5 separate regions of the Mus musculus genome follow, and regions 2, 3, 4 and 5 are each linked to region 1. A link is a contact called in public HiChIP or PLAC-seq and promoter capture Hi-C data. All regions are on one chromosome and are shown on one strand. The core of a region is the stretch at or near the end of the contact, and the rest is flanking DNA. Distances in the headings are between cores, read along the strand shown. Region 1 holds the start of Aldh1b1 (aldehyde dehydrogenase 1 family, member B1). Region 2 overlaps Fbxo10 (F-box protein 10). Region 3 holds the start of Fbxo10 (F-box protein 10). Region 4 has its middle 25 kb from the start of Frmpd1. Region 5 holds the start of Frmpd1 (FERM and PDZ domain containing 1).

What was found. Promoter capture Hi-C pulls out the DNA fragments that hold promoters and counts their contacts. HiChIP or PLAC-seq counts read pairs in DNA pulled down with a chosen protein or histone mark.
Region 2: a contact with region 1 is called in an H3K27ac HiChIP or PLAC-seq map of cardiomyocytes, with 6 times the contacts expected there. The contact joins the enhancer-like site here to the promoter of Aldh1b1 in region 1. A contact is called at or near these places in 12 of 39 promoter capture datasets (the 3T3-L1 cell line, the HPC-7 cell line, HPC-7-derived erythroid cells and 7 more), 2 of 484 Hi-C or Micro-C datasets (the G1E-ER4 cell line and cranial neural crest), 3 of 115 datasets of contacts at active chromatin or transcription factors (cardiomyocytes, heart atrium and large pre-B cells) and 1 of 9 other capture datasets (embryonic stem cells).
Region 3: a promoter capture Hi-C map of second pharyngeal arch cranial neural crest shows a contact between it and region 1. The contact joins the promoter of Fbxo10 here to the promoter of Aldh1b1 in region 1. A contact is called at or near these places in 10 of 39 promoter capture datasets (3T3-L1-derived adipocytes, cranial neural crest, hematopoietic stem and progenitor cells and 6 more), 1 of 484 Hi-C or Micro-C datasets (embryonic stem cells), 9 of 115 datasets of contacts at active chromatin or transcription factors (T-cell acute lymphoblastic leukemia, acute myeloid leukemia, bone marrow-derived macrophages and 6 more) and 2 of 9 other capture datasets (adipose tissue and embryonic stem cells).
Region 4: a contact with region 1 is called in a promoter capture Hi-C map of hippocampal neurons, with 2.5 times the contacts expected there. The contact joins the enhancer-like site here to the promoter of Aldh1b1 in region 1. A contact is called at or near these places in 6 of 39 promoter capture datasets (the 3T3-L1 cell line, cranial neural crest, embryonic stem cells and 3 more), 2 of 15 datasets of contacts at CTCF or cohesin (the NIH/3T3 cell line and large pre-B cells) and 1 of 115 datasets of contacts at active chromatin or transcription factors (large pre-B cells).
Region 5: a contact with region 1 is called in an H3K4me3 HiChIP or PLAC-seq map of embryonic forebrain, with 3 times the contacts expected there. The contact joins the promoter of Frmpd1 here to the promoter of Aldh1b1 in region 1. A contact is called at or near these places in 4 of 39 promoter capture datasets (the 3T3-L1 cell line, liver, pre-B cells and 1 more), 1 of 15 datasets of contacts at CTCF or cohesin (the NIH/3T3 cell line), 3 of 115 datasets of contacts at active chromatin or transcription factors (embryonic forebrain, large pre-B cells and stem cell-derived neural progenitor cells) and 1 of 9 other capture datasets (embryonic tail).

Annotation. Positions count from the first base shown.
Region 1 is chr4:45,796,377-45,800,925 of GRCm38.p6, reverse strand. Aldh1b1 (aldehyde dehydrogenase 1 family, member B1) reads right to left here and starts at 1,904. Exons shown (of 2, transcript NM_028270.4): 1 at 1,757-1,904.
Region 2 is chr4:45,035,425-45,039,973 of GRCm38.p6, reverse strand. Fbxo10 (F-box protein 10) reads left to right here. Exons shown (of 11, transcript NM_001024142.1): 11 at 3,892-4,549. The coding sequence ends at 4,066. Among named protein-coding and RNA genes, the nearest start is that of Gm30939, 7.7 kb to the left of the region's middle. Within about 2 kb of position 2,058, at least 11 of the 459 cell types and tissues checked have an H3K27ac peak or open chromatin away from gene starts, as enhancers often do. A contact at or near this core is called in the HPC-7 cell line, cardiomyocytes, heart atrium and 1 more, where this site is marked.
Region 3 is chr4:45,082,759-45,087,307 of GRCm38.p6, reverse strand. It overlaps Fbxo10 (F-box protein 10), which reads left to right and starts at 2,704. Exons shown (of 11, transcript NM_001024142.1): 1 at 2,704-2,818.
Region 4 is chr4:45,158,011-45,162,559 of GRCm38.p6, reverse strand. No RefSeq gene overlaps it. Among named protein-coding and RNA genes, the nearest start is that of Frmpd1, 25 kb to the left of the region's middle. Within about 2 kb of position 1,934, at least 9 of the 459 cell types and tissues checked have an H3K27ac peak or open chromatin away from gene starts, as enhancers often do. A contact at or near this core is called in hippocampal neurons, where this site is marked.
Region 5 is chr4:45,182,817-45,187,365 of GRCm38.p6, reverse strand. Frmpd1 (FERM and PDZ domain containing 1) reads right to left here and starts at 2,460. Exons shown (of 16, transcript NM_001081172.2): 1 at 2,409-2,460.

The sequences.
Region 1 (4,549 bases), core at 655-3,154:
ATTAATTCTGCTCTTTCGTCAGAGTCACCTCTATGACCATGTCCGGTCCTAGGGTAGACCTATTGCTGACTGAGTGACACACTAGGAAAACACACTAAGATTCCCACAAGGGCCACTGAGGAACTGCCCTGAGATCTGAGCAAGGACCCTAGAGACTTGGGACCCCAGTTCCCTCAAATGTAGAGTTCCCTGGGGTGGTGTTGAATGGGGTCTTCCATGTCTAAAACCAGAGACACTCCACTCTGGCAGACATCAGAACACTCAAGGTCTCAGAAACCAACCTGGCAGAGCCCCCCAACCCCAGAACAGTGGGACGGGGCTTAGTTTTCTGGGGTACAAGTCAAACACCAGCTGAGGTAGGTCTGCTTATTGTCACCTAAAACAGCAGTGACTTTCTTTACTAAAACAGCATGATAACATGATGAAATGTAAATGTATCTAAAATTGCATAAACGACTGTTAGACTGTGTTTCTACTTCCTAGATTAGTTACACAGTTAATCTCTGGCTAGGAATAGAAACCTTGTGTCTTTTCTGTCTCACTCGGAGGCTTGCTCCACCCAGCAGTAAAATGTAATTGCACCAGCCCAGATCCTTGACCTCCACCCCCACCCCCACCCCCACTCCCATCCCAGGCCCTTTCAACCCTCTGTCCCAAGTGCAGAGAAAGAAAAAAAAAACCTAATCCACGAAAGCAAGGATCCCACCAGGTCCTTAGCCATACAGAAATCAATGCTGACCAGAAAAAAGCCCTCCCAGGGGAACCTGAGCCAGCAGGCCCATCAAGGACATCTGCTTTGTCCTTGTAACCAAAAGACCAGGATCTCTCTCTCTCTCTCTCTCTCTCTCTCTCTCTCTCTCTCTGTGTGTGTGTGTGTGTGTGTGTGTGTGTGTGTGTGTGTGTGTGAAATTGCTCTTAGGTCACACCAAGGCTCTGCTGCTCAGAATCTTCACAGGGTCCAAGTGGTTGCTTTCATTTTGCACATAGAAAAGTCTCTGGTCCGGCTGGAGAGCTGGCTAAGCAGTTAAGAGCACTGACTGCTCTTCCAGAGGTTCGAAGTTCAATTCCCAGCAACCACATGGTGGCTCAAAACCACCTGTAATGAGATCTGACGCCCTCTTCTGGTGTGTCTGAAGTCAGCTACAGTGAACTCACATAAATGAAATGAATAAATCTTGAAAGAAAGAAAGGAAGGAAGAAAGGAAGAAAAGAAGGAAGGGAGAGAGGGAGAGAGAGAGAGGAAAAGAAAAGAAAGAAAAGAAAAGAAAAGAAAAGAAAAGACAAAGCTCTGGTCACAGGTTATCCAGCTTTACAGTTTGCGGTTCATCTTCTCACTGTAAATTCAGCAGCCTCCCTCCCTGTCCCCGTCAGGTTGAGTAGAACAGATTTTGATGGCTACTCTAGAGGGAACCACAGATGTTCAGGGACACTACTCTCTCATCTTTGGATTTGGATTCCCAAAGGCCTAGCTTTGTGGTTCCTCCCAATATCAGATACTCATGTCCACCGAGTGAAAGGCCTGAAGTCAGAACCCCGGAACACACACTTAGACCTAGCCTGTCCACTATGGCCAGTGGCTCTAGCCCCAGATGGGAACCAAGATGAGAAGGTTTGGGTGGTTCTGTGTTCTCCCAGCCCATCCAGTGTCTCCCCGATAGGAAGCGGCGTGGAAAGAACCCAGCAGTGCACCCGGAAGAGACCTGCCATTCGGGGACCGTAGCGTGCCCCAGTGCGGAGGGAGGGCGGCGGTAGCTACCTGCGGTGGTCTGGGGCTCAGGCTCCGAATCGCGCTCAGGCTCAAATTCTAGTATCAGCGTTCTCCGGTCAGTTCAGCAGCCGTGCGGACCCGCCTCGCTCAGCCGCTAGCCAGCCAATGTGGTTCCGTCACCAGCTAAGCTCCGCCTGCTCCCGGCACCGCCCACCACTGAGGGATCTCGGCTCAACACCCTGATTTCCCCTAGCCTAATCTTAGGTCCAGCATCAGGCACCTTCCAGAGGATTCTGATTTGGCTTCTTTGGAGCAGGCATCTCAAGTCTGAGAGCCTAAGGACACTCCTTTGACAATCAAAAGAGGGACCCAGAGAGAGGTGGGGTTTTCCTAGGATCACATGCCCGGCTCTATCCTGGGACCCCTCCTTAAATATCAACCATTGACAGACCTTGTTGATAGAGTGCCGCGGATCAGCATTCCTGAGCCTGTTTTACTAAGACAGTACTGAAAATTCTTGTTCCAAAATCGTGAGCAGATCGGATACATTCCAAACAAAATGGGCTATGTTGTTTATAAAGTCTACATTGACCATTGGTCTCTGCTTTTGAGCTGAGGGTGGACAGTTGGGCCAAGACCCTGGGGTTGGGGTTGTAGGAACTGAAGATTTTTAAAATAACATGCATTTTAAAAAAACAGCCTAAAATGCAGTCAGAAAGACAGTGGAAGTGAGTTACACGGGGATTAGGCTGGCTGCCATATTGTGTGAAGAATCCTGGCGGTGTTAAGTAGCTAGTTACAGATTAGTGGATTTGAAGGACACCACTCTCATAACCAATGGCTTATAGGATTGAATCTGAAATCGCAGGACTTTATTACTGGTCAAAGGAGTGTGATCTTGTCATAGCTCTTATCCTGGGTAGAGATATAACATGCTGTACTGTCTTGGGTGGAGGTGTCATTAATAGATAACTATCTAAACAACCCTCAGCAAGATTATTGCCTCCCTTCAAGCTTTCTGGTAAAAAAAAACAAGACATACCATTCTTCCTTACTTTAAGAGTGAATCCAAATAGACCTGTCCATCACCCAGACAGAAAACATTCCTTAGAAACAGCTACCTGCTCTAGAAAAAGCCCACTCACAAATGGTCAGCACAGTGGCAGTGGTCTCTGACCTCTGTCTGCTCTCACGTGGTCCCTTTGGCTATTGTGCAATCCCCTACTGCTGGGTGATAAATTCTACCTACCCTCCACCTACACTCTGAGCGTCTCTTCTAGACCTTTCCATGGAAGTCACAGAACTAGGGAGTCACTAAGAAAGGCTGGCACAAGATCCAGGTGACTGAAAAATCTGGAGTATTCTCCCTTTAGAACTCAAGGAACAAAATATGTACACCAAGTCTCTGAAAGTCCAGATCAGGCAGGGTCTGTGGAGTGCCAGAGGGCAAAGCCAGACCAGTGTGTGGGAGGTTATGGGGCACCCCAAGAAAAACATCCTGGCAGAGCATAGTAGGAACTGGGCATGTAGCTCGCCCAGTACTTGTGAAGTTTGAATACAATCCCCGGTGAGGAGACAAAACCCAGAAATGCCCCCCCCACTCCCCGCCCAGGGAGCTCCACTCAGTTAGAGCTGAACCCTTAACGATGCAGCAGAGGAGGAGTTTAAGGCGGTAAGTGTTACTATTTGCTCTTTATCTAAGTGAGTGAGACACGCCACACGCACAGGAAAAGGACCAAATATACCCAAGTGTGGATATGGGCTTCTCAAGGAAGAGTCTGGCTTAGTTAGGTGTCTTTACTATGGCTCTAGATAGATGGGTGGATAGATAGATAGATGATAGATAGATAGATAGATAGATAGATAGATAGATAGATAGTGACTCTGGTTTCTAAGTTACCTTGTTCAAAATATATAATTTACAAGAAGGCAAAAAGACTAAGCAAAGTTTTAAAATTACGTTTTTTAGGGTTTGTTGTTGTTTTGGGGGTTGTTTTTTTTTTTTTAGTTTAAAATATGAGCTGGTCTACATATTGACCTTGACCTGAAGCCTGTCCCTGTAACTGAAGCTGTCAGGTGGTTTTACAAGAGGCATTGCTCAGAGTTAGAGATGAGAAGGGTATGCTCACAGCTCCGCTCAAGGCCATGGACATCCCGGCCCTGCAGAGTTCTTGGTTGTTTTGAACATCCTGTTTAAGAGTGTCCAGGAAAACAGGCACCTCTTCTGTGGGCAGTCTGGCTTTTGTCAGGTTGTGTCTTGACTCTCGGCCAGCCCGCCTGCAGACTAGATCCCAGGGGGAGCGGCTTCTGCCTCTTCCCATCACTCTCCCTTAACTTCCCATCTTTCTCCCCTTCCCCACACACAACCAGACAAAACAGAGCTGGCTAAGGACTGTGAGGGCTGCCTTGAAAGGTGGATGCTCTCCACACTGGAGGAGAATAAGGAGTCACAGACATCCCTACCGATAGGCATTAATTCCCCAGAATCCTACAGGAGGGACCATCAAATGATGATCAGCTAGGCAAGGGGCTCCCAACTCAGCTGAGGGTCAGAATTGCGTCAGGAAATGGAGCATTTGTCATCCCCCAAGCTTTCCTTCAGGGATCCAAAATCACTAGGTGTGGGTGAGAGCCAAGGATATATATATATTTTTTAAGTTCCCCATATATGTCTGATGTTCAGCTGTGTAGCCATGCTTAGAAATTATGGGCAGACCTAAGAGTTCTTTGTGGACTCTGTAAGTACACCATAATGTTTCCAGAAAAAGACTTCTTCTGTGAATGCTTTGTGTTTAAATTCCATACAGCGCTCCTACCCCAAACACTTCATAAACTGGTGGG
Region 2 (4,549 bases), core at 809-3,308, 760 kb after region 1:
TACATCTCTTAGAAACGATATCCAGTGAAACAGTCACAGATACCAACAAAAATCATTTGGCAGAGTAAAGCACAAAAATCATCCAAGCATTACAACTCTGAAACTATGTATTCAGTGCATCACAAACAGAACAGGTAACATCACTATAAATCATCAAAATATAACAATTCTAAAAAGGTGTATTCAGCGGGGGCTGTCGTCCAAGGCTAGTGGCATATTTCCAAGAGCAGGTTAATAAATCTTTAACGGTCAGTGCTCTTAACCGCTGAGCTAACGCTTCTAGCCCCATACGGTCAATTATTATTCAACATCTAATTTCTTATAAATCTTCAATGCATAAATTTAAACTATTTTAATTCTTTCTAATTAAGGGTTTCTTTACCATATACCAAAACCCACCTCTGATGACACACGTGCAGCCATATGAAATTTTATTGTTGGGAAACTTTTTATCTGTCATAATAGTTTTGTAAATGATTTAAAAAGTAAAGCGTCAGCCGGGCATGGTGGCGCACGCCTTTAATCCCAGCACTTGGGAGGCAGAGGCAGGCAGATTTCTGAGTTCGAGGCCAGCCTAGTCTACAGAGTGAGCTCCAGGACAGCCAGGGCTACACAGAGAAACCCTGTCTCGAAAAACCAAAAGTAAAGCGTTGGTTTCCCCGGGGATAAGGTTGTTAGTGACCCCATATCTAGGGGTTTCTTACCCATTATTCTCGCTGAAAATCTTGGCCTAGGCTATCAGGAACATGTAAATAAGAAAAGGAATAAGAGAAAACAAAACAGATAGATTGCCAGGAGAACAATATTTTTTCTCCGGCAAAGAGTTCCACAACCGGGCTGGTGAGATGGCTCAGTGGGTAAGAGCACCCGACTGCTCTTCCGAAGGTCCGAAGTTCAAAGAGCAACCACATGGTGGCTCACAACCACCCGTAATGAGATCTGATGCCCTCTTCTGGTGCATCTGAAGACAGCTACAGTGTACTTACATATAATTAATAAATAAATAAATAAATAAATAAATAAATAAATAAATCTTAAAAAAAAAAAAAAGAGTTCCACAACCGATTCCAGGAGGCCTCTCCACTTTGAGGTCAGTCGTCTCAGTCTGTGGAACTTGTCACACAGATGCTACTGAGGTGGTGTGGCACTCTAGATGAGGGACATAAAGGCATGTGGTTGGTGGCTTCAGCCGAGCATTTGGGAGCTACTTCAGGATCATCACCCAGTTTGAGGCCAGCCTGAGTTAGAATTGAGGGGAAAAAAAAGCGTGGACATACATTTTGGTACTGTGACTAATGCTGTCTAGTTCTCAAGGCCTGAAGTAGATCCGATGGGTGGCAATGTTACTAATTCTCTTCTGTTGCCATTGTGTGAATGGCCTCTGAGAAACAGTAATTATTTTAACCTTATAAATGTCTGGGACTATGTCGACCCTGCACATTTTAATGACATTCCAAGTTCATCATTCATCAGTAAGTTTTATTGGAATATAGCCATGTTCATTTGCTGATACATTGTCAAAGTCTGTCACACACAAGTGCAACACACTTGTAAAAACACACAATATAAACCTAACATATTTACTATCTGGGCCCTTATAGGGACTTCATAGACTTAAATAGCAATGTTGTAAACTTCCTGGAATGCTCTGAGCTATTCCAGGATGGTTGCTATCTGAAAAACTGCTCTTACTTTTTAATTAACAAGTATCTAGCCATAAGTAGTACACAGCTATCAGCTAACACCTCTAAAAATAATCCGTGGCCCTGGCATGAGTCCATTGCTGCCCTATCCCCCAAAGTGTAAGTGAACTTTACAGGCATTCTCTAACACTGCATCATAGCTCTCCGTAATTCTCTACAACAGTTTTAACTTTTCCTTTCCATCTGAGCTAAACTATTTCAATTAGGACTGCACTTTGTACATTACTCAACAAAACATGCTGTTGTCAGAAACCTCAAGTCCTCATGGAGCAGTTTTCTCCTTGAGATCTGAAGAGCACACGTGCATACTGCTGTGGACTAGTGCATCCTCCGGGGGTGTGACAAGCACTATACTTGAAGTCATCCTGTGCTGGCATGCGTGGGAGTTCCACAGGGCACAGCCGCCCAGGCAGAGGCCACCGATGAAAGGCCCCGTCTGAGTTCACCTGTATCTCTTCCTCCTACCCCCTTCACATGGTTTCTTTCCTTGTTGATGTGCAAAGTGCCTAACAAAAGCCACTCAGGGAAGGAGAGGGGTATTTCACCTCACAGTTTGGGCATGTGGCACACCACAGTGGGGAAGGCGTGGTGGTGAGGTCAGCTCTAGCTGTGGCAGCAGGAGTGGTAGACAGCTGGTCACGTCGTGTGTGCAGTCGGGAAGCAAAGGATGCTGGTCCTGTCTTTGCTTTCTCCCTTTTCCAGTCCAGAACCTCAGCCCTTAGGATGGTGCTGCCCACAACCAAGCTGTCTTCCATACTCCTCAGACTTGTCTGGGAACACCCCCCTCATCGATACACTCAGAGATAGGCCTGTTTCCTAGGTATGATGGCTAGTCTTGGCTGTCAACTTGATTATATCTTGAATTAACTAAGACCCAAATGGCCAGGTACACCTGTGGGGTCTTTTGATGTGGGAGGATACACTATGAATCTGTCCTGCTGGCAGCTTACAGAGGACATGGAGAAGGAAGCAAGCGTTTGTTCTCTGCCTGCTTGCTCTCGCTCTCCGGCAAGTCCACCCTTACTGGCATTAGAGCTGACCTTTGGCATTAGAGATTCCTTTGGGATCTGGCATATACTGAAGACCAGCTGAGACATCCAGCCCCATGAACTGACCAACACTGAGTTTTAGAATTCCTGCCGCTAGTATATATATAGAGGCCACAGAGGAAATGAAAAAAATAATATATATATATATATATATACACACACACACAGTCTATTAAGTTCTGTTCTTCTAGAGAACCTGAATACACTAAGTCGTTCTAGTCTAGTCAAGCTGACAATGAAGGAGTATCACAGTCTCTTTTCTACTTTCATGACATCATCCTCAATACACACAGATACACTTTTAATCTGAATCTAGACTCTGCAAAAAAGATGTGCCGAGTCTGCACTTAATCACCTTCCTGCACTCAGTGATTCTCTCCAGTTCCATCCATTTTCTACAAGTGTCAGGGTTGACTCATGTGTTGACGGATGTCAAGGCTGGTTGTCTTCCCTGGCTGTTGTTCTCAGTGTGGCAGGGAGCATGGGTGTGCGAATGTGCCTGTGGGGTAGCCAGGAGTGCTGTGGCGGTTCTGGTGTTAGTTGTTTTATTTTATGCATATGCATGAGTGCTTACACGTACATCATGTGTGTGTCTGGTGCCTGCAGAGGTCAGAAGAGTGGTTGGGTTCCCTGGAAGTCAGTTGCTCTTTCTTTTTGTTGTTTTTGTTTGTTTTATTCAGACGGGGTTTTCCTGTGTAGCCCTGGCTATCCTGGAACTCAGTAGACCAGGCTAGGCAGAGTGCTGGATTAAAAGCATTCGCCACCACGCCCTGATGCATTCATTCCTTTCCGCGGCCACAGATGCAGCAGCTTGTTTGTCTGCTCTTCACCTGAGGTGCTTTCAGGTAGTTTCTAGTTCGGGATGGTGACAGGTGAGGCTATCCACGCTCACAAGAAGCTGCTGTGGTGGCGGTGGTGGGAGGAAGGCCCCTGATTCATATCCAAATCCAGGAAGAAGAGGAAGTTGAGGGCCTAAGAGGAAATGTGACCGTTGCTTAGCCTCAACAGCAGTCAGTGATTCAGGAGATAAACCCACACCTAGATTTGAACTCTGAGATCCAGAGAACTAGAACCAAAGGTGAGACGCAGCCACTCACAAGCACCGTCTCTAGATTCATGGCTTTCCTTTGCATCCACAGGTCTGATACCTGGCGCCTGGTGAACCCACCGGCACGGCCCCACCTTGAAAACTCACTCAGGGGCTCCTCTGCAGCCCACAGTGGGCATAAGGTGACAGCCATGGCAACCAGGATCACAGCCCGTGTGGAAGGTGGCTACCATAGCAACCGCAGCATCTTCTGTACCATCCTGTAAGCAAGAAGGCCTGCCTCAGGCCCAAGCCCAGGTGTGTGCTCGGAAGAGCTACAGGCTGACTGTTGAGGTGGAAGTTAGGCCTGGGAAGATCCTAGACCCATCCCCATGTTACACACCTGAAACCCTCGGCTGCCTGGGGACTAAGAACCAGGTTCCCCTAGAACCCTTTAGCTCCACAGCCCCAACTGGAAGGACCTTGGGAACATTTCCCCAGGAGAAAGGGAAGCGCAATTGGAGTGTTTCTAGTCACTCCGGCACTTAGAGGTTATGAAGAGCCGCGGAGGCTCAGACAGTACATGCAGTTTTTAGGTCACTTGTTCCAAGCTACAGAGAACCTCACTTCACGCAGACCAAAATCAGACTCTTCTCAGGGAAGAGAGCACTTCTGAGCAAGGGAAGTGACTGTGGTGAGGTGGAGACAGCCGCCCCTTTCCTGGACCTTGACCCTCTGGTCCCTCTTGGGCCCATGCCAGCCTCCCAGCT
Region 3 (4,549 bases), core at 1,455-3,954, 710 kb after region 1:
TGAGTAACAGCTTCAGCTTCCTAATATAAATTATGGGAGTCTGAGTTTTTAGTTGTAAACATTAAAATCCAACTTTGGCAGTCGTGAGGAAAAATATTTTATTAGAAATTGTGATGGTTTGTATATCCTTGGACAAGGGAGTGGCACCATCTGAAGGTGTGGCCTTGTTGGAATAGGTGTGGCCTGGTTGGAATGGGTGTGTCACTGTGGATGTGGGTATAAGATCCTCACCCTAGTTGCCTGGAAGTCTTCCACTAGCAGCCTTTGGATGAAGACATAGAACTCTCAGCTCTGCCTGTGCCATGCCTGCCTGGATACTGCCATGCTCCCACCTTGATGATAATGGACTGAACCTCTGAACCCGTAAGCCAGCCCCAATTAAATGTTTTTTATAAGACTTGCCTTGGTCATGGTGTCTGTTCACAGCAGTAAAACCCTAACTAAGACAGAAATATAAAGGGAATTTGAGGATCACCAGGAAATCTAGAGAATCAGGCTAGGATGCCAGGTAACTGGAACACCACTATTTGCTGACCATTGGATCCCACTGGAGGGATGCAAGCTCACAGCTTTCAGGGTACCCAATGATGCTCTAGTCAAGCTGCTGGTGTTGCTTTGGAGCTGTTACATAACATGTAGGCCTCAGTTCTGCACAGGGAATGTTTATTTGTACAATTAGAGTTAAGTGGGAAGACAGAACCGATCTAGAGTTTCAACTTCCATAACAAAATACCTGGTTTGGTTCTCAACAAGCTCATCATTGAAGACCCCCCGTAAGGTAGGAAGAGAGCTGAGACCCGCAGGCAGCCGAAAAGGATGATAGCTGTTGGGTTACCTGTGGCCAAATGACTCTGCCTGAGTCTAATCTCTCTATAAAGCAAAAGTCTACATGGCCGTGGAGACTGTATGTGCCCTCGTTCATTTGCTATAAATACGAATGACATGCCAGGCTGCTAAGGTGAGCAAGCCCACTCCAGTCAAATGAAGTAGAGAAGTCAAGAGACAAGAGCATTACACACATGGTGGGATGGAGGCCTGCGCCAGACAGATGAGGGTAAGAAGAGAGGAGCAACCAGTCGCTTACAAATACTGTTCTTGTGCACAGACATGCATGTAGCCAAAGCACACTTACGCATAAAATAAAAATAAGTAAATCTTAAATAAAACGCCACTGTCTTGACGTTTAAATGTTTATACAAGAAATAAAATCCCCCCGCCCCCGTGGCACCTTTGGACAGATGAAGAAGACAGACAGCATGCTGTGTTAGACGGGCCCCATTGTTGTCCTTTGAATGTCCTAACCTTTTTAGAGAAATGCCAACACAAACAATAATGTTTGATAGCACAAATCCAGGAACTCAGGCTTTTAATTGGGTATTGAAATTCATATTCAGCCTGCTGGTTTCATACAATGGGCCACTTTTCAAAGGATTAGACGTGCGATCGGTTTGCCAAACGTAAGCGACGTCTAAGCATGGCCTTTCCACTACATCTGTGTGCTTGCTGAACAGCTCTCGGTCAGCATTCAATTGTTGGGTTTGGGTCTAGGTGTTTTGTTTGGGGTTTAAACAAATGAATCGTTGAAGGCTGGGATGTAGGGGGGTACAGGGGGTACAGGGGGGTAGCACTTGCTCAGCATGTGCAAGACCCTGAATTTGCCTTAACCACTGCATAAAACAACACCCCCCCCAAATTTGACTTTACTGCAAAACTGTCTCAGATCCGTGTGTGTGCCCCCATATCCACTTCCAGTACTTCAGGCCAGTCTCTACTTCTCTTGTCTTCTCAGCACAGAGTATCGAACACCTGCATTCTCCCCCTTCAATGGCTTCCTTTATCATGGCTTATGAAATACTGATGACCTCTAATACCCTTTTATCTAAGACCTCGGGATGGTGGGATACAGGGTTGGAGAGACAGCTTACTAGTCAGGAGGTTTATTGCTCTTGCAAAGGATCCACTTGGTGGCTCACAACTGTCTATATTCAAGTTCCAAGGGCTCCGGCTCCCTCTTCTGGCTTCCAGGGCCCCCTGTGTGCACATAAATCAGGTGCATAAAATACGCATAAAAGTAAAAAAAATCTACAAAAAAAATATTTTTTCTTAGGAGTCGTCTTGTCTCCCTCAGCGCAGGAGCTTTCTCTGGCCTCTTTCACATAGCTACTCTCATGAGGTCATCACATTCCTCAAACCCTAGTTTTCAACCAAAGAGCTCTTTTCATGTACTTCATATAATTTTAAATACATATGGACTTAAACAGCTTTTCCGGTTTATCCTCTCCGCCACAGAGTGGATTTCAGAACAGGAGCCACCACCGCTTTGTTCTCTTGGGCCCATAACTAGTAGTTGGTGCAACAGGTACTACACACATCATTTGCGTTGTGCCAAACGTTTTCCACACAACCCACCCATGGCCCCAAGTCCTTCCTGACTTCTAGCTGGGCTCAGGGTGACTCCAGCTCCTATGTGCTCATATGCACGGAGCCCAGGGTGCTGTTAGGCTATAGTGGTGATGGGAAGGATCCGCCCGCTTCCAGGCCCCTAGGAGCCTCCGGCAGTTCCCGCCCACGATGCTGTTCCCACCCCTTCGGAGGCCACGCTCGCCCTCCATCGCCGAGCCCCGCTCGCCCCGCCCTCCTTCCAGTCTCACGGCCGCGCGCGCTCGCAGGCCAGCCCTACACCCGCGTCACGTGACAGCCACCGGGGGCGGGGCTCGCGGCGAAGTCGGACCCCGCTGTGGCCGAGCGCCGCAGTCCTCCGGCAGCCCTGCGGCTTCCAGGGCGTCGCGGCCGCGGCCGGGCAGCGCCGCTCCCTGAGGTAAGAGGCGCAGGAAGGAGGCTTCTCGGGAGCCCGCGGATGCTCCAGGCTCACCGGCCGCTCGGTCCCTCCGTGGGCCCAGCGTTTGGCTGGGGTGCGGGGACCGGGCCTGGGGGCACTGCGGGAGGTGGGGGGCCTCGGCTGCCGGAGCTCCGGGAGAGCTGTGCCCCCGTCCGCCCCCACCCCGGACCCACCCGCGGTCGCCTCCAGCCCCAGGGCTTTGCAAGTGTCTGAGAGAATGAATGCGATTTTGCGGTTTGCTAGCCTTCACCTGGGATGCAGGAGAGAGCGTGCAGTCGCGCACCCAGTGGGTCTGGTTTTAACAAGTCGCGGAGACTCGGTTTCCGCAAATCTTTGAAGGAAGAGGGGACGACCCCCTGCCCGGCCTCCCTCCTGCACTGATGGCAGAGCCGTTTGGAGAGCCAGAACTCCGGAGTTGGTGTTAGTTCCATCCACCACCCACTAGCCAGGCAACCTTGAGCCACGTCGGTGGTGCTTCTGTTAAAAGTAGAGATGATGTAAATGAGCTAAATACCTAATAAAAAATGGAAAAAAAAAATAAATAAATAAAAGTAGAGATGAATTCTTCGGCCCGAGGTTGCTGTGAGGATTAAGCAGGAAACGTTGAGGACTCCTTAGAGAGCACTCTCCGTGTGAGCATTGTTAAAATAGCAATCTAGGAGTCCATGATAGACGTCTTTCTCGCAGTAAGCACACCGTCCTCTGTGAATGTGATTCTGAAAAATGTGTCGTTTTGGCTGAGGAGCCCTCTCCCCTTTCCCAGGCCCCCTTTGCCTTCTGTTTCATATTGGCATGTGAACCTGTTGTTCCTACCGAATGAGTCAGGCAGGATGGGAACGCTAATTTACTTGAGCAGATGGGTATCAGATTCCCTCTGAGGGGAAAGAAAACTGTCAGGCATGTGCTATCACAAAAAAAAAAAAAAAAAAAAAAAAAATACAGTAGGGTGATTGACTGTCTACTGGAAGATGCCTAGGAGCCCATGGAATCCAGCCGTCTCCTGCACACAGAGAAGCTAGACCAAGAACGAGGCCAGGACTTTGATTTTGCTCAGCCATCAACACTGTTGGCCTTGGGTAGTAGAAAGAATGCTTGAGCTTGCCTATGTTCTAACTCAACTGTTCGTTTATTCTGGCAACAAGATCCAGACAATGGTGTCTGCCCCCATGGAGCTGTTTGCATAGCTAGCTATGTTAGTTATATAAAAGTCTGTATGTGCACACACAGGTGTGTGTGTGTGTGTGTGCGCGCGCGCGTGTGCTCACGTGAGTCCATGTCTGTGTGTGTCTGTGCCCCTCTGCTGGTTTGCGGTATGTTTTATGATAACAATAAGCTTTCAGCTCCCAGAGAGCTGGCCTCATAGCATCTGGCCCCAGGAGACCAGCACACAGGAGAGGCTTGAATTGTTTCATGATCCCTGTCAGGTCTCCAGTCCTGGTGGAAGCTTGCTGAGATTTGGAGACGGGAGAAAATGGCACACTTTGTCAGAGCTTTTAGGAAAGGATTTCCTCTGGCTTGGAATGCCTGGATTTCTTTGTCTCTCTGGTCTCTGGCCTCTTATTGTTTTTAGATATCTAAAGAGAGCAGCCCTCAACACGGTGCCTTCATTTTGGTTTCCATGGTTATCAGGGGAATTACGTTTACATGATGGCACCGGTAGCTATTGAGCTGTGTGGCCAACCACCAGTCACTCGTCTGTCGTTCTGGCTT
Region 4 (4,549 bases), core at 685-3,184, 640 kb after region 1:
TCTGTCATGTTGCCTCCTCTCCTACACGAGCAACAGTGGCGGTGCCTGGCCTTATACCACTGACAGCAAGACTGGCCCCGATAAAACCATGTTGTATCCAGCTTTATTCAAATTTGGGTGCCCAGAACTCCTCGACTGCCTCATCTCCTTACCTGATATAGTCAGTCAGGAATTATCATCAGTTACACCACTGAACTATGATTTATGGTCCGTCTATCAGACTCTACTACCCTGATATAGATCTTTAATGCTTGGCTGAAGAGAACAACTTCTGGTAGTTTCCTCACTTGTTACCCATCTCTTCTCCAGGGAGCTATCGTAAATCTGACTCAGAGTTGTGTTTACTAAAAATAAGGTAGAAGGCAAGGATTAACACCAGCGCTACCTTGTTGTGCACACTGTGGGATAAACACTCTCTTTCACATACGTAGTAACAACAACAATAGTAATAGTAAAATTTAAAAGTCTAAAAGATGAAAAATAATTTATTGGGTCAAAATAAGACAAGAAGACTTTAAAACAGGTATGACATGGGACCGGAGAGTTGGCTCAGTTGGTAAAGTGCCTGACATAAACCTAGATAAAAAGCCAAGGATGCTGATGTATATATGCAGTCCCAGTGCTGGGGAGGTAGAGACAGGGGGATCCTGGAGTTCATGGGCAGCCAATCTTGCCCAGTCAGTGTACTCTTAGAGAAAGACCCAGTCTCAAAAGTGATGGAAGAAGCAGATGACGTCAACCTCTGGCCTCTGCTGGTTTGCACAAACATATGGAGGCACGCACATGAACACTTACACACGTAACACGCATGCAAAAGAAAAAGGAAAAACTCAGGAAGAATTAAAGATAAGAGTAAGACAGTGACTATAAGTTCAAATTAATCACAAACCCAGAGAAGTCTCCAAAGCTGCAGATACCAGACCCACACACTAGCCAAAGACGAGACTGTCAGATCCACAACAGAGACAAGGAGAAACCAGGAGTGACATGCTCCTGGTATGTTTAGATATGAGAATTCACGATGACATAAGGAAAATCCTGCGTCATCGCCTTGCAGGATCCTAGGGAGCAGCTCCATCGCCTTGAGAGATTTGTAGAGGAAAAGAGTGAGTATCATCCTGCTGTTCCTGTGTGGCCTAGCCCTGGTTGTGTGCCACTGTTTAACAACTGGCCTTCTTGGGGGAAGAAGGCTAGGCTGTGTTATTCGCCCATTTCTATGGTGCAAACACTACTGCTGTGACCAATTTTAAGCTACCAATGTGGGTGCTGGTAGTGTAGCTTGGCAGAGATTAGGAGAGCTCTTTGTGCCTAGCATGTCCCAAGCCTTGGGTGTCCCCTGGCTGAGGGAGGAGCTTCCCACTGTGATATCACTGACCGTGTGGATGGAGAGTGCCCCGTGTATTCAGCCCTTGTCAGCTGGTAGAATGTAGTCCTAGTGTCCCATTGACCTCATCTGACAAAGCATAATAATAAGAGAGGGAACTATCTCCTGGCCCAACTGTCCCAGCTAGTAACGGAAAGGAAATGTCCCACCAGACCAGTGCCATTCTGTAACTGATACTGAGCTAAAGACCTGATACTGAGAGCTAGCAGCAGCTGTTGACATCATGGGGAAAGGCAGCCGAATGTTATCTATTTTCCACCGTGAAACCTCCACTGAGCTTGGAATGACACCATCAGACTAAACCCAAGTCCAACAAAGCTTCTGGGTCCAGCTGCCAATTTTGCAGGAAACAGAGTGGGAGAGGGGGCGCCTTTAACTGGGTCGTGGGAGTGAAACCAGGAAAGCCAGGAGATTGGAAAAACACGGTTCAAATGGTTCAGTTTTTCCAACAAATTAAGAGAAAGAGAAAGGAACGGAGGGAGGGCTGACTCGGTGGCTAAGTGAGTGGCTCCCTTGCTGCTCTTCTGCAAACCGAGTTTGGGTCCTAGTGCCCACCCCATGGACCAACTATAACTAACTGCCTATAACTCTAGCTCCAGGGGGTCCCTTCCAACCTCTACAGTTGCCACAGAGAGACACGCACATCCTTAAAGGAGTGAGGAGACACGATTGGAATGACATAATCAACATTTTCAATGTCGGGTGAATTTCAAACATGAATACTATATTTATATCATTTCCACCCTTCCCTCTACCTCTAACTTCTCTTGTGTTGTCCCTCATTACCTCTCAAATGTATTACCTCTTCTTTAATTTTATTTATACACATACTACATACAATAGAGTGTATGTATATACATATATACACATGCAATTTATAGATAGATAGATAGATAGAGATAGATAGATAGCTAGATAGAGATAGCGATAGATAGAGAGATAGAGAGATAGAGATAGAGATAGAGATAGATAGATAGATAGATAGATAGATACACACACACACTCTCTCTCTCTCTCTCTCTCTCTCTCACACACACACACACACACGGGATATAGAATTGGGTAATAAGATTATAAAGAAACACGAAGAATGATCTCTAAAATGAGAGGAGCCAGCCAATAGTGGCTCATGCCCAGAGCCTAGAATGCAACAGGCTAAAGCAAGAGAGTTGCCATGAGTTCGAGACAAGCTTGAGGCATATAGTGGATTCTAAACTATTCTGACCTACAGAATGAGAACCTGCCTCAAAAAAACAAAAACAAAAACAAAAACAAACAAACAAAAAAATATTCCACAAAGAGAAAAGAACTCAGTAGAATACTTTTAAAGAAATGAAGTTGAGGGCTGGAGAGATGGCTCAGTGGTTAAGAACACTGGATGCTCTTCCAGAGGACCCGGGTTCAAGTCCTAGTACCCACATGGAAACACACAACTACAACTCTAGTTCTAGGGATTTGATACCCTTCTGTGGCCTCCAAAGGCACCAAACACACATTATACAAGCATACATGTGGGCAAAACACCCATACACGGCAGGGGGTGGGGGTGGGGTGGAAGGAGGAAAAGGAGGAGAAGAAGGAGGAAGACTGGAGTGGAGGTGACAGCAGGGTGAGGGAGGGGCTTCTGAGTTGGCTTGATGCATTCTACTTCTAAGCCGGGGCATAAATACTCTCATAGAACTCATTAACCTATTATGTGCAGGTAGCTTTCTATATGGTGTATAATTCACAATAAAAGGTTAAACAAAAATAAAATATATGGCAATGGCAATGTATTTGTTAATTGTTTTAATGTTTAAGAATAGGGAAATGCTAACTACACTTATTTTCTCATTATAGACTGTATACATACACTGAATTATACTGTACCCTTTAATTATGTACATCAAGATAATAGTACTACTAATAATAATGACAGTAGTAGTAGTAATAATAATAAACAATACAAAGTGCATGTCTTGCCCCGCTTTTCTGTTGCTATCTATGATAAACACCATTCCTGGAAGAGAGAGATTGTTTAGCTCACAGGTTACATGGGGTCAATCATGAAAGGAAGCCAGGGGTGGAACTCATGAAGGAACCTAGAGGCAGGAGCTGAGGCAGAAGCCGAGTGCTGCTCTCTAGCCTGCTCCTCCTGGCTCTCTCGGCTGCTTTCTGACAGAACCCAGGACCGCCTGTCCAGGGGTAGGTGGCTCTGAACACAGTGGACTGGGTCCTTCCACATCAATAAACAACCAAGAAAACGCTCACAGACTGATCTGATCTGATGGAGACATTCGCTCAATCGCAGTTCCCTATTTCCTGAGAACTCAAGTTTGTTGACCACAACTAATCAGCACAGAGCACATAGCTATTTCATTTAGCAAAGTTCAAAACCAGACAAAACTGTATCTGCTCTAGGTAAAGACACCACCTAATCTCGGCAGGTCGGGAACCAGAAGGAAGCAAAGAGCACTCTTCTCACCCTGCTGGCCACGTGGTGAATTCACTGTGTGAACACAGATGAGAGGAAAATCGGTCTGATGCCACCCTGACCGGGATCATCTGCAGACCCCCTGAATCTAAAGTTTCCTGATGAATTGCCTGTGCTGCAGCCTGACCCATCGGTCCTAAGTGGCACATGGACCAGTTGTCTTCTCCAGGAAGCCCAAGAGTACTGAGCGGCAAGGCTCCTGTCCCAGAGTCCTTCTGCCCTTCCATCAGCGCACACTGATTGGGGTTTGGGGGGTTATCAGGAAAGGTTCCAGAGTTGCCATGCTCTGGACTCAGAACCCAATGGCAGAGTCCTAAGGGGCAGGAGCAGGACATATAAAGAATGCTTCCTGTGATGGTTTCTGTATGCTTTGTCCAGGGGGTAGGACTATTAGGAGGTGTGGCCCTATTGGAGTAGGTGTGTCACTGTGGCCATTGGCTTTAAGACCCTCATCCTAGCTGTCTGGAAGCCAGTCTTCCATTAGCAGCCTCCAGGTGAAGATATAGAACTCTCAGCTCAACCTATGCCATGCCTGCCTGGATGTTGCCATGCTCCTGCCTTGATGATAATGGACTGAACCTCTGAACCTGTAAGCCAGCCCCAATTAAATGTTGTCCTTTATAAAACTTGCACTGGTCATGGTGTCTGTTCACAGCAGTAAAGCCCTAAGACACTTCCTTAGCGACAGCAGA
Region 5 (4,549 bases), core at 1,211-3,710, 610 kb after region 1:
AGCTTGTGGGAGGCAGGGATCGAGGCTTCTGATTTAACCCATCTGCAACCTCCACCACGTTTAGTATTTACAGGACACTGGAAGCTGTTCATGTCCGTATCAGATTGGAGCCCCCTCCAGATAACAAGTGCCCATCTCTGGGACCAGGAGGTTCCCTGAGAATGAACATGCTGTCACAGCCCTGGTAGGAAGGTTCTAAGTCAAGGCAGAAACTAAGACAAAGACACCATTTTTATATTCCACGAGTGCACAGCAACACACCGAACTCGCTGCCCATGAACACACTACAGAGGGATCCAATTCTGACCAAATGCCTATTATATACAAACACCATGATAGACGCTTCTACCTATGATCTATCTTGTGCATTGACAATTATCTTTAATTTCCTTTGATAAATGAGAAGAGTGAAACTCAGAGGACCCAAATCCCAAGCGGAGACCAAGGCACTTCTGCCTATCTTCTGCTCTCAGAGGGCTCTGCCTGCTCTGCACTTCCACTGGATTCCATGCTCCTTGCTGACCTGAACTTTACTAGCCAGTGGTCATCCAGTTCCTTTCCATGAAAATGACCTCCCTGCTGAGACCCTTGCCTTCCTTCTACCTTCCTGGGGGGCAGCTCCTCCAATTCTCCAGCTGGAATTCACAGTTTGCACAAGCCCCAAGGGATGACCAGAAGCCCCATGGTCTAAGTCTCTACTCCTCCTGAGACCCTTAGCCCACGCAGCAGAGAACCCTGTCAGTAGTTTTCCTCATCTCTTTCCATGAGAACCAAGCACTAGATGATGAAGAGAGTCACGCTTGTGTTTGAATGCCTCTGGGGGCAGGGCCAAGTGAGCCTCCAATTCCAAGTGGCACTTGGGAAAGGCAAACGCAGGTATCACAACCCCACCCTGTCACAAAACTCCCTCTCCCCAGACTTCTGACTTCCGAAAGCCTGAAACCGAAAACCAGCATGTCTAGGAAGGAAATCAAACAAAACTGCTTCCACGAGATGTTTCTCACTGGGGCGCACTAATTGCAGCACAAGATACTGGGCAGTGGGACAAATCTCACCTTCTATCACACACGCTCAGGTATCTCGTTCTCAACTTCGCTCCGGCTACACCAGAATTCACCTATCCCGGAAGTCAAGACACGTCTTTTCTGAACTGTGGGCCTCTGCAGCCCCATGGACATGGACACGCAACACCCACCGGAGGACTCCTGATTTAGAGCGAGTCTCCATAACCAGAACTGTAAAACATCTCAGCCTCCCCTTAGACTGGAATTAAGCATCCACTAGCCTCCTTCAGGGCCCTACAACAGGGCATTATCTTCCCCCCTCAATTTTGAGAGGTTTTGGCAAAAAAATAATAAATAAATAAATAACCACCTCACAAACAGAAACATTTCCTGATCTATAAGCCACTTTGAAAACAAATCATTATGTCGTTGAATATTTTATGACGGCCAATGCACCGGAGTAAGCAAGGCGCGCTCTCACCAACCCTTGCCATGTCTATTTTGAGACTCCTAGAGCAAACCCCAAATGCTTCCTTTATTTTTTCCAAACACCAATTTGTAAGTGCTGGATAGATTCTTGATGGATTAATGGCTCCACCCAAACTGACCCTGCAAACCAGAGCTCAGAGACTCCCCTTCTGTAGAGTTTTATAGTAACTGACCTCAAAGAACATCTCACTACTTTCACCCTACCTTAGAGGCACCAAAACCAGCCTCAAAATGTGGACTTGCCCAAGGTCACACAGCCAGGATGGCTCTGGGACACCTAGCCCTTGCAGCTACTCCATTTCCAGAGGCCATTGCCACACCCATCCTTAAGCTCAGTCAAGGCTGCTGCGGGTTAGGGACGCGACCTGTCCCTCCCCACCAATACAGACTTCTGTAGGTCTTCAACATTCCTCTCCACTCCCCATGAGCTCTGGAGCTGACACACTCTCGGGCACCCCCCCCCCCACTCAAAACAGAGCAATACAAGCGTGACGCTTCAGCCGATCGTCCGGGCGAACAGCTCAACCCACTCTGGTGCAGGTATGGCAGTGGAGACCGGACAGGCAGGGCTCATCTGAGGTCACTCAGAAAGTTGGCGCTGGCTGCGGCCGCACCTGAACCCAGGGCTGCCTCGCGGCTGGTCGCTCCTCCCACAACTACACCGTGCAGACCTCGGAAACTTAAGGCACACGGATCCCATGCACAGAGTTAACCGTTGCAGGTCCCAAGCAAGCTGGCGGCCACGCCACGGACGCCGGGAGAGGGGACACGAGGAGTGGAGCGGGTCACCCGGGAGCGCAGCGTGGAGGGCGGCGCGGAAGAAGCCAAGGAGCAGCTCCCAGAGACGCAGGCCTGGGCTGTGGGGATCCAGGTATCCCCAAAACTTTGCGGCGGCGCGGGGGGCCTCGCCCTTACCTGAGGAGGAGGCGCCGCCCGCGTGCACGCGGAGCCGGCGGGAGCAGTAGCTGGGGCGCCCCGCCCAGCGGCGGCCACGGTAGCCGGCCGGGCTCGGGCAGCGGCTCGGCTTGGGCTCCGGCTCGGCTCCGGCTCCGCCTCCCGCGCCGCGGCTGCAGCCCGAGGGGGGAGAGGCCGGGCCCGGCTGCGCCCGCGCCGTCTGGCGGCGGCAGGTGCTGAGGCTGCAGCTGCGGGGCCACCAGCTGCCGGCGCCGCGACCCCCGCCCCGGGGGAGGAGCCCCACGCACCGCCCACGCGGGCTCCTGAGGTCCTGGGCCGTCGCAGTGGGCGGTCCTGCTCCCACCCAGGCCCTGCCTCGGCTGGCCTTCCCCAACTCACCCGCCGGGGGATACGCAGCGTCCCCACGGGAACACTGAGGCTGGGAGGGGAAAGGGACACCCCAAGGTCACCCAGGCCAGCAGCCTAAGCTGGAACTCGGAATGACCCCCCTTCTAAGCTCTGGCTTCCCAGCTTTCTTACCCCGCGGTAGGAGACCCTGGGGAACACAGAGGATCTTTATACTTCCCTTGTCTCCCAGTCCTTGCCTCCCCAGTCTCTCCTGCTGAGGGCAGTGGAAGAGAGTGGGCTCACTTTAGGCACTGTTGACCACTACCCCGTCTCTGCCCTGAGAAGTCATAGTCCCCCAATCCTTCTGTTCTGGGGGAGGGGGCTCGGAAGATCTAGAAGCCTTAAACTACTGAGATACCCTGGGGCTCTGCACCCATGCCCCTTCTGATCCCCGCCCCCACCCCCCAAGCCGAGTAACCCAGTTCCCATGTTACAATTCTACCACCTCTTTCCCCATGCAAGTCTCTTAAGATGGAATAGCTACACCCCCAGGCTTACGCTGTGCTAGACACTGGAGAAGTGGCCTCCAGAAAAACCTGGTACTGTTTCCTAGTACAGTCTAGCCGATTGAATAAAGTGCTGATCCGGTGCCCGTAGCACCATCCCGCCTACTGAAGGGGGTGCCTCTGAACAACAACTGGAGTTGGCCAACTAGAGTGTGGGAAAGCATTCCAGAGGACCAGAACAAAGCTCTCAGGATATCGCAGCTTTCACTGAAACAGGAGCAGAAAGGGAGCAGAATTGAAGAGTTAGAGGAGGCAGTTCCTGGTCAGTATTCCGTGCTATCCTTAGCTATCATGGGAGGAGGAGTTTTAAGGATAGAAGGTGGCAATCTTGTTGCCACCAGATTATCAAATTAGACCACTCTGGGAATCAAATGAGCACAGACAAGATCCTTAATCCAGTGACAAGTGGGCAAAGCAACAGGTCAGCCCTTGGCCTGATGAAGACAGAAACTCCAGCACCCACCAGGTCCCTAGCCTCCAGTAGTAGGACCCAGGGTTAGCACCACTGGGGGAAGTGGGAAGAAACGGAAGATACAGAAGCATGGTGGGTATAAAGTCAGCTTTAAGAAAATTAAATATATTTCGCAATAGCTTATGAACTGACGATTTACAGTAAACTGAAAGACTGTACCGTGGATGGAGATTATGTGCACAATCCAGATTAAACACCAATGGGGCACTTGTCACACAGGAAAATAAGAACCCAGCCCTGTTGTCAGCAAGAACAAAAATTTCCCATCAGGTCAGATCCTGTCCCTCACAGTTTCCTAGCTGCCTGGGTCGATAATGTTTCACACAGGGCCGTCATTGGCTTCAGAGGCTCTGCTCTGCGTGGGATGCCCCCCTGCACGCTCATCCCTGACAGCCTGCTGCACTGTTTCTCCCTACATCTGCCGTTCTGGTGGGTCCCACAGTGCCAGGCACTCTTTGCCTTAAGGCTGTTTTCCTCCTTTCACCCTTGTGGAACAATTCTTTTCCTTAATTTTATTAGAATGTATTCAGTGTGCCAGGCTTCATAGATGCCATCAAGGACATCATCGTACCCTCTGACCATATTCACTAGCCATCACTATCCCGATCTCCTTCCAGGTCTGTTCTTTTTCTCTTCATCTTGAATTCTCAAGTGTACAGGGTTTCTCTGTATAGCTCTGTCTGTCCTGGAACTCACTTTGGAGACCAGGTTGGCCTCGAACTCAGAAATCCGCCTGCCTCTGCCTCCCGAGTGCTGGGATTAAAGGCATGTGCCAC